Regions from separate parts of the Mus musculus genome. Here region 2 is linked to region 1. Evidence: chromatin contacts called from public Hi-C data. All regions are on one chromosome and are shown on one strand. Each heading gives the region's core, a stretch centred on a gene start, on an enhancer-like site or on the middle of the called end of the contact. The rest is flanking DNA. Distances are from core to core; before and after follow the strand shown. Region 1 holds the start of Idh3b (isocitrate dehydrogenase 3 (NAD+) beta). Region 2 overlaps Ebf4 (early B cell factor 4).

What was found. A called contact is a pair of places that touch in the nucleus more often than the background predicts.
Region 2: a Hi-C map of extraembryonic ectoderm shows a contact between it and region 1, with 2.8 times the contacts expected there. The contact joins the enhancer-like site here to the promoter of Idh3b in region 1. A contact is called at or near these places in 15 of 39 promoter capture datasets (the C10 cell line, the HPC-7 cell line, HPC-7-derived erythroid cells and 8 more), 6 of 15 datasets of contacts at CTCF or cohesin (the G1E-ER4 cell line, embryonic stem cells, hippocampal excitatory neurons and 2 more), 140 of 484 Hi-C or Micro-C datasets (the 63-12 cell line, 8-cell embryo, the AML12 cell line and 81 more), 27 of 115 datasets of contacts at active chromatin or transcription factors (T-cell acute lymphoblastic leukemia, VIP interneurons, acute myeloid leukemia and 16 more) and 4 of 9 other capture datasets (adipose tissue, embryonic tail, macrophages and 1 more).

Annotation. Positions count from the first base shown.
Region 1 is chr2:130,281,758-130,286,146 of GRCm38.p6, forward strand. It overlaps Idh3b (isocitrate dehydrogenase 3 (NAD+) beta), which reads right to left and starts at 2,694. Exons shown (of 12, transcript NM_130884.4): 1 at 2,625-2,694; 2 at 2,414-2,491; 3 at 2,181-2,279; 4 at 1,952-2,072; 5 at 91-151; 6 at 1-13. The coding sequence starts at 2,660.
Region 2 is chr2:130,363,216-130,367,481 of GRCm38.p6, forward strand. Ebf4 (early B cell factor 4) reads left to right here. Exons shown (of 17, transcript NM_001110513.1): 15 at 2,245-2,442. Among named protein-coding and RNA genes, the nearest start is that of Gm39936, 21 kb to the left of the region's middle. Within about 2 kb of position 2,131, at least 28 of the 459 cell types and tissues checked have an H3K27ac peak or open chromatin away from gene starts, as enhancers often do. A contact at or near this core is called in Sertoli cells, differentiating embryonic stem cells, epiblasts and 2 more, where this site is marked.

The DNA of each region.
Region 1 (4,389 bases), core at 1,444-3,943:
ATCCAACTTACGCCTGAGAGTAGACAGCCATCATCTGCTTTGTGCCCGGTGCCCAGCACTCCTCAGACCCACACCTACCCATCTACCTACCTCAGCTGCATATCATAGGAGGCTAGTTCACCCTTATACTCCATTGGGGTATAGATCTTTCCTGGGACAACAAAGTAGAGGAGAAGTAATGTTAGACTAGTGTCCAGTCTCCCCACTGACTTCATACAACCTAGACTCCCATCTTCCACTCCCAAACCCCTCAACCCTTTTATTTCTAGTGGCAAGAGGCAAAGGAGAATAATGTGGTGAAAATTAGATGAACTGAGCATAATGCTTTAATTTTAGACATTATGTTGAAATTCCTAAATGACCTAAGAGCTATTTTTTTTTTTAAATCAAAGAACCTGGTTTAATGCCAAGCTGAAAAGCAAGGGTGTCTAGTGACTGCATTATCTCAGCTACTACTTACTGAAAACTGACTATGTATGTAAGGCAACAGGGTATCAGTCAAAACCACAAACTCCTGCCCTCAACGAGAAAGACAACATAAGTTCTGTAGGGATGACAGGAACTAAGCTTAGGAACACAGAAGAGGAAGCCCTCTGGTCATATGAAATGTTACAGAAAAGCTGGTACTTACTGTAGTTAGTTCCTGGTTAAGTACCTTCAGTGAGTTGACCAGTGATAGGCCCCAAATGATAGGCCCATGAGCTTACACCAAGAAACCATAAACATGACTTTATTTGGGGGGGGGGGGGGGGAGGCGGCAGGGAGAAACTATAAATGAGGATTTTATAGTGAGAATTTTGGTTTCTTTATAAAAAAATCCACTGAAATGTTATGAGACTATGTTTTTGTTTTATTCCCAGGTGTGGGATACAGGTCTGCTTCAGACTCTTCACAGCAGTTGACTAAGATTTGCCTCATGCCGGGTGTGGTTTTGCCTGGGATCAGGTAGTTTTTGTGATTATGTAACATTTAGAATTGTGGGAGCTTTTCAAGAGGGTATAGAAATGTTAGGGTCCTGAGAAGCAGAGAGGGGTTGTTGGTTGATTGCCATTTGATAGTAGTTGTGCACAAAGAAAAAACAAGAAAAGGAAATTGGGTATTTTGCTGGTGAGGATCAAACTTGCCCCAAGGAACTTAGAGGGACTGTAGCTTCAGGAACTGAATTATATATGTTATTTTCAGTAGCATCCAATGGCAGTCATAGGAAACTAATGCCACAAGTGAGTGGAGATCCTGATAGGTGACACAGTGACATATACAGGACAATTAGGACAGCGGATTGTGAGCAACGCACAGAACAAATTGTAGAAAGGAAAACAGGAACATCAGGGGCCAGATTATAAAGAACTGACTTTCCTCTGCAAAAGCTGGCCCTGCAAGTGAGGCTGTCCAAGAAAGTGGGTCTATAGGAGGAAACCTACAAGCTAAATAAATAAATAAATAAATAAATTTTTAAAAATCCAATATGGGGAATAAAACAGCACAAGAGAAGAAATGGAGTGGTTAGAATGATCAGCGCACACTGGGTTAGGGTGGCCGTGCCTTTAATCTCAGCCCTTGGGAGGCAGAGGCAGAGAGCAGAGAGGCAGAGGCAGGCAGATCTCTGTGAGTTCGAGTCCAGCCTGGTCTACAGAGAGTTCCAGAACAGCCGGGGCTACACAGAGAAACCCTACCTGGAAAAACTAACAACAACAACAACAACAACAACAAACAATAAATGAACAAACCAAAAAAGAATGGGCACGCAGACACAACTAACAGGGTCTGACCCCGGTGACACAGCCTCAGCAGGTCCCAACCCCTTCCTGACATCACTAACTCCTGGTTTGCCACTGAGAAGAAACAAATTCCTAAATGTCAGTAGAGGCCAGTCTGGAAAACTGATATATACACACTGCAGAGAGAGGGGCTTTATGAACACTGCTCTTAAATGACAGAGTGCCATACAAACCAATGATGGCAACTTTGTTCTCCTTCATGGAACTCAGCACCTGCTCCAGCTTCTCCTCAGAAGCCATATTCTGCACCTCGCTCAGATGATGCTCCTTAAATTCCACAGGGACAGCAGCAGCCTTCAGGGATAAGTCCAAGCACAGGGCTGGGTCAGGTCTGAACTTTCCAACAACCCATCCATCCCTGTAGCCTGATCCGCCACCCATCCCCCGCCCCGGGCTATTCACCTTGAACACTTCCTTGACAGCATGCATGAGCTCTGGCCCCACGCCGTCTCCAGGCAGCATGGTCACAGGAAAGGCACCCTCCACCCTCACATCTTGTGCCTGTGAGTGGGGCCAGCAGAGATGGAGCAGGGGCAGAAGTGGGAGTCAGAGGGAAAGAGGTGGGGAGGGGAAACCCAGGGGAGCGGCAAGGAGGCGACAAGGATGGGCGAGAACGAAGCTGGACTCAAGCGTACCTGGCTCTGGGAAGCGGCGTGAGCCGTAGATGTTCCGAGACCTCTCCATGCCCCGGAGTTCCGAGCGGCGAGCACCGCCTGCGACAGACACAAGGTCAGATCGGGGACACCGCGGCCCCTTACACCGCGATGACCTTGCCTTCTTTTGGAAACCGCGGACAAACCCTCTGTTCTCCCGCCCACCCTCCGCTCAGGTCGTCCCGGGCCTCACTCGGGTCAGCCAGCGGACATTGCTCAGCGCTGCCATGTTCGGCCGAGGAAGTCGCGGGGGAAGTGACGCCGGAAGCGAGCGCGGTCGTGGGAGCTGGACTTCCTGTCAGCCCTGGCGAGCTTGGCGGTTCTTTCTCCCGTACCAATCGGCGGTGTGTACGGATTCACTTGAGTTCTCTCCTTCTGTTTGGTAATGTAGGGTCACAGGACACACAACCAGTTTGTCTGTTTGCTTTGTTTTCACTCGTCAGATTTAATTTCTCTTGAAAATTCAAAACAACATCCAAATATATATGGCCAAGTATTGAACAAGGATGTGAGTTTAACAATAAGTTGAGAAGTCTTGGGAATTTGTGAATGTTTGAATGTTCTGTTATGCGTTATTCTCTTAACTAGTACTCACTGTTAGTCACTTAGAATTCTTTTAAATAGGTAAAATAATTCAGATTACAAAGAAAACTGGTTATGATAAGAAAACTAACTTGGAGTTGATGAGGTAGCTCTGTAGACCAGGCTGGCCTCAAACTCATAGACCCGCCTGCCTCCACCTCCCAAGTGCTGGAATTAAAGGTGTGCACCACCACATCCTGGAAAAAAAAAAAAAGAAGCTGAAAAATAAAAGCTAATTCTTTTGCTCCACTGTATAGTATGCTATAATTTAAATTTACTAAATTGCTTAATCCTTTCTTAAATAGGCAGATACCTAGTATGAAATCTGATTTGGGCTCTTCTCAGCAACATTGCTGTGTATATCCCTGTACATTCTCCTTTGTACATATGATGAAGATTATAACTATCCTGCAGGGCACCTCTAGCCATGTATGTATTACAGGTGAAATGGTGTGTTTTCAATAGTTTGATTATAGATCTGTGTGTGTTTCACTCATGAATTTGTTCTCATGCAGTAAACAGAAAACTCATTCATCATGATAGCTGATAGTTTCTCTCCCACTACTTCTGGAAATAAAGAGTTACTGACATTGATTTAGCTGCTTAGTTATGTCCCCAGGGATCCTGGATGGGGGGCGGGTCCTCTATATCATCTCCTCTCAAAACTCCATTAGATTGCTAAACCCAGTGTCTATTTTATAATAGAATGTTGAGTATCTCATATAATTTATTGAGTGCTACACGGAAAGTGTATCAGAACAGGCATGTATGTTTTGTTGAGACAGGATCTCTCTTTATATCCCTGGTTGACCTATAACTTCCTATGTAGACCAGGCTGACCTGGAACTCAGAGAGATCCACCTGCCTCTTTGCTTTCTAAGTGCTAGGATTAAAGGCGTGTACCCCATGCCTGCCTAATGGACTTGTATCAATTACTTTTATCATTGTTGGGACAAAACACAGACAAAAGCAGCTTTCGAAAGAACAGATTTACTTTAGCTCATGGCTCCAGGAGACCCCAGTCACCACAGAGGGGAAGGGACGGCAGCAAGATCAGGAAGCAGCTGGGCTCTCTCTCTCTCTCTCTCTCTCCAGTTCAAACTGGCCATTTTCACTCAAGGCACATCAGGTATCTGAGCAGGACCATCAGGGAGAAGACTCTAGGGCCCTATAAAGTACACAAGCAGATACATGGGGGTGGGTAGAGGCTGCTCCGTAGTTACGAGCATTTACTGCTCTTGCAGAGGACCCAGATTTTGTTCCCGGCACCCACATGACAGCTCACAACCATCTGTAATTCCAGTTCCTGGGGATCCAATACTTCTTCTGACCCTTGTATGCATATGATGCACATACATACACTCAAGGGCATACAC
Region 2 (4,266 bases), core at 881-3,380, 81 kb after region 1:
TACCTGGATATGCCACGTGCATAGAAAGCCAGACGACATTCAAAAAGAATGTATGATTTTGCAGGCACAACCCAAACTGCAGGTGCTAACCGACTTCCCTCTGTCATCTTGGGTTAAGTCAGTCCCCTTGGATGGATGGATGGATGGATGGATGGGCGGATGGACAATGGATTTTTATGCCTTACTGTTTTGCACTGCCTGTCAGTCCCTTGCAATACCAATGGTTGCTCAGCAGATACTTATATACACGTATGGTGATAAAGCACTCGGCTTGGCAGACCCTGTTCAGGCCTTTTCTCCAGCAAAAACCTCTCTAGAGTCGCAAGAGAGTTGTGCCTCGAGGCCTGGGGCTACTGAACCTGGGAAGTAGTGGCATCTGCCCTTGGAGGAGCTTTGGTTTTACCTGCAGGTCCCTCCCCTCTGCCTCCCCTCTTTTTCAGTACCTGACCTAACATGACTAGTCCCCTGCCTAATTTTCCTTATGAGGGTGCTGTTCTTACAGGCTATGAACCCAGCCTGGCACTTACTTTGACCTTGAATTTACTTGTGAAATCCACGGTTCCTCTAAGCCAGAGTCCACACGGGCTATAGCCTTCTTGTGTCCCTACCAAAGCAAATCTCTCCTGGGCTTAGCCCAGGATCAGGTCCCATTGTTCCACATTCCTTCAGTTCTGAGACAATCGACCTCACAGCGTTTTTCTAGGATTCCCTTGTGTTTGCATGGCTCGCCTTTTCCTGGAGACACAACAGTACTGGGCAGCAGTGACAGCTGTCCCAGTGCAGTCTATCTTGGGCCACACCATGCAACAAGATCTGAACTTCCAGAGGCACTTACGCCCTGCTTCACCATCATCAGGGATATTCTGTACTCTACACAGGCCTGTTCCCATTCCCCAAGTGCAGGGTGCTTTGTGATACCATACCAGTGTGTCATTCTCATTGAGTTTTCCAAGGTATCCCTAAAATGTCATCAGAATTGAGAATTGTCCTATTCTGCAAAATGTGGCTATGTGGCTATTAGCTCTCTGGGCCTTAAGAGTATATATGTGTGTGTGTGTGTGTGTGTGTGTGTGTATATATGTATATGTATATATATGTATATGTATATCTCCAGTGTGTGTGTATATATGTGTGTGTGTATATATATATCTCCAATATATAATGTGTATATATAATGGATATATATAATATATATATATCCAGTGTGTGTATATATATAATATATATGTATATATATAATATATATATATGTATATATATGTGTGTATATATATATATATATATATCCAGTACATACACACACACACATCCATTCATTGGTGTAAAGCACTTCATTATGTCTAGGGATAAATAGATTATGTCCAGGAAAATGCTAGTATTGAGTATTTTCTTCAAGGAGATGGTGACCATGGCTAAGGACATTAGAATAGGGTAGCAATTGCAGTCATTTTTGTATCAAAAGTCTTAGAATGGTTGGCTCTGGTGTCAGAAGCCTTCTCAGGCCACAGTTTTCTTCCACAAAATCTGTATCTGTGGTCCATTGACTGATGGTCGAGGTTGTAGAAAGTTGGAACTGAGAGACCCTAGACAGGAGCCCGAGCAGATACAGGAGGCTTCCGGGGTCCAACTGGAGATGACAGGGCCTTGAGTTAAAGTGGAAAGAAACAGTACCCAGGGTGGGGAGAACAAAGTATAGGATCTGCTAGGTAGGAACGTTCATTTGGAGAGGAAGTTTGGGTGTTTGTGTGGCCGTCATTACCTCAGAGGCTGCACATATACCAAGACTTCATCCCTATCTACTTACTCCAACTTTGGTCTTGAACTTTGAAGTTAGCCTTGGCAATACACACTCATAAGCATTTCAGAATTCCAGCGGTTTTCCACAGGAATTCCCGTCTTTCCCTCTCTTTCTTATCTCCTGCTGTTGGGAGCATTTCCCACTGTTTGTTTTCACTGGGACTGATCCTGTCATTTCCATCCCTGAATGTGATGCCCAAAACTCTGGGGGAAAAAAAGGCAAGGACTGGTCCGGGGCCCAGAGGCTCCCAGTTTACCTCTAGACATTCCCTTGTGGTCTCCTTAGGAAGACCACATCCCAGGGAGGCCTGAGCCAGCAGCCTGGTCTGCAGGGACTCACTGCCCACGTGACACCGCAACCCTGCTGCTCACTCTGGTGCCGTCTCCCTGTTGTGTCTCCCACTGCCTTCCTTGCCGCACCTGCCCCTTCCTCGCCCCGCCCCGGAGTCATGCCCTCTAGCCCCCCGCTGGCGGCTGCCTCCTCCATGTCCCTTCCGGCCGCCGCCCCCACCACCAGCGTCTTCTCCTTCTCGCCTGTCAACATGATCTGCGCTGTCAAGCAGAGGAGCGCCTTCGCCCCTGTGCTGCGCCCACCCAGTTCCCCATCGCAGGCCTGCCCCAGAGCCCACAGAGAGGGGCTTCCAGGTGAGCGATCGAGGCTGCCTCACAGTAACCTGAGGGAAGGGTCTACTCCATCTAGACGTCACCAAAGCCCCGTGCTGTTGACCAGTTGCTTTTGGAGGGTGCCCAGTGAGAGGCTCTGTGGGTGTCTAAGAAGGCTCAGCTGGACTCCACTTCCTCGAACTTTAAAGCTTGAAGTGTCCTGGCCTCTATCTAGACCCGCTCAACCAACCACTTGGCTAAGATTGAAATCCCCACTTAGGTCTCGGTAGTTCAGCCCTGCTCAATCGAGCCCAGAGCAAAGACCCAACCCCAAGAGCTGAAAGAACCTTTCTCCTGTGTCCACCAGAGGGATATACTGCATTGAGACTGGGTCATCTAATGAACAAGAAGTCACTGACCTTAGATGTGGCTTAGCCTTTCCCGGTGTGCAGGAACTAAGAACACGTACCTGTGTCTGGGTAGCTCCTCTCACACAGGCAGCAGACACTTGTAGCCGACAGAACTTTCCACAACCTAATAGGCCCTGGAAACATGGTAGATGGCTGTGGGGAAGAAGCTAGGAGTAACGGTATGGGTAAAACAAGTCCCAGTCAGGAGGAATAGCTGGGAGCAGGGCTAGACGACGTCATCATCTCCCAAAGACTTGTCGTTATGAAGCTACAGGATAGGATGTCTGGAAGGATCTCCCTGGACCCAAACCAGAACTTAGCTCTTAGCCCTGCACCTAGTTTGGCATTTACCCCGCAGCTGGTGCTTAGTGACTAGAGGTTACATTTTTAGGTAAGTGTTATGTCTGAAGGCCCCCTTTAAATACAGAAGCCTTAAAAGGGTTCACTGCAGTTTGATGGACAGCTGAACTGACAGAGGCTGGGGTAGAACGTACCCGACAGGATAGTCTTCCAGATAGTAGTGGGCATTCTTTAGGGAAAAATCAGTCTTCAACAGGGAAATGGTGATTTTTATTCAGTTTTTGATAAACTGAGATATACTGTGAGTCTTCTAGGAAACAAATTTATTAGAGCACAATGTTTTGTTGTTGTTGTTTTGTTTTATTTTGTTTGAGACAAGGTTTCTCTACATAACCCTGTCTGTTCTGGAACTCACAGAGATCCACCTGCCTCTGCCTCCAAAGTGCTGGGATTCAAAGCTCACAGCACCATGCCTGACATAAAATTTATTTTAAAAAAGAGCATCTAGACATTAGTTCCTGGGGATATCTTTGAGGTTTAGGAAGAGACAACCTTGTGGTTTCCTAAATCTGATGTAGTTTGCTGAGGCCAAGATAAAGTCACGGAGGCAAGACTGCTGTCCGAGGCCATGGTCATCCTGCAGCGCAATGATGACAGTTGGAAGAAAATAACAGTGCCCCGAAAGGCCTCTGAGCCCTAAGATTCTCTTGATGACAGGCTTTGGGTACACTAGAAGGAGTGTGAAGCACTCCCAGGGGCCTGGGAAGACAATCAAGGATGGTGGTTATACACAGCAGCCAGAAGATCCACCTGGCACTGGGGAAAGGCCATAGTGCAGAGAGGTCCAGCAACCCACTGTGGTCCTGGACCCACAGTTTTGCTGTGCCCTGCCTTGCTCTGTAGACAGAATGGTATTTTACCCTCTAGAGCCCACTGCTCTGGACAATCCAGACAGATCTGAGATGGTTGATTAACCATTTCAAGTTACCAACTTTTATACAGGGTAAGAGGGCAAGGAGACTGGCTGGTAAGCCATCCACAGGATGACCTGTTGTCAAAGCAGGATTTGAAGGATAGTTCTTTTTCTACTGCAGGAGGCTTCAAGAAGGTCTGTGGAGAGAGAAGCTGGGGTGTAGAAACCCACGTGCAAAGTATT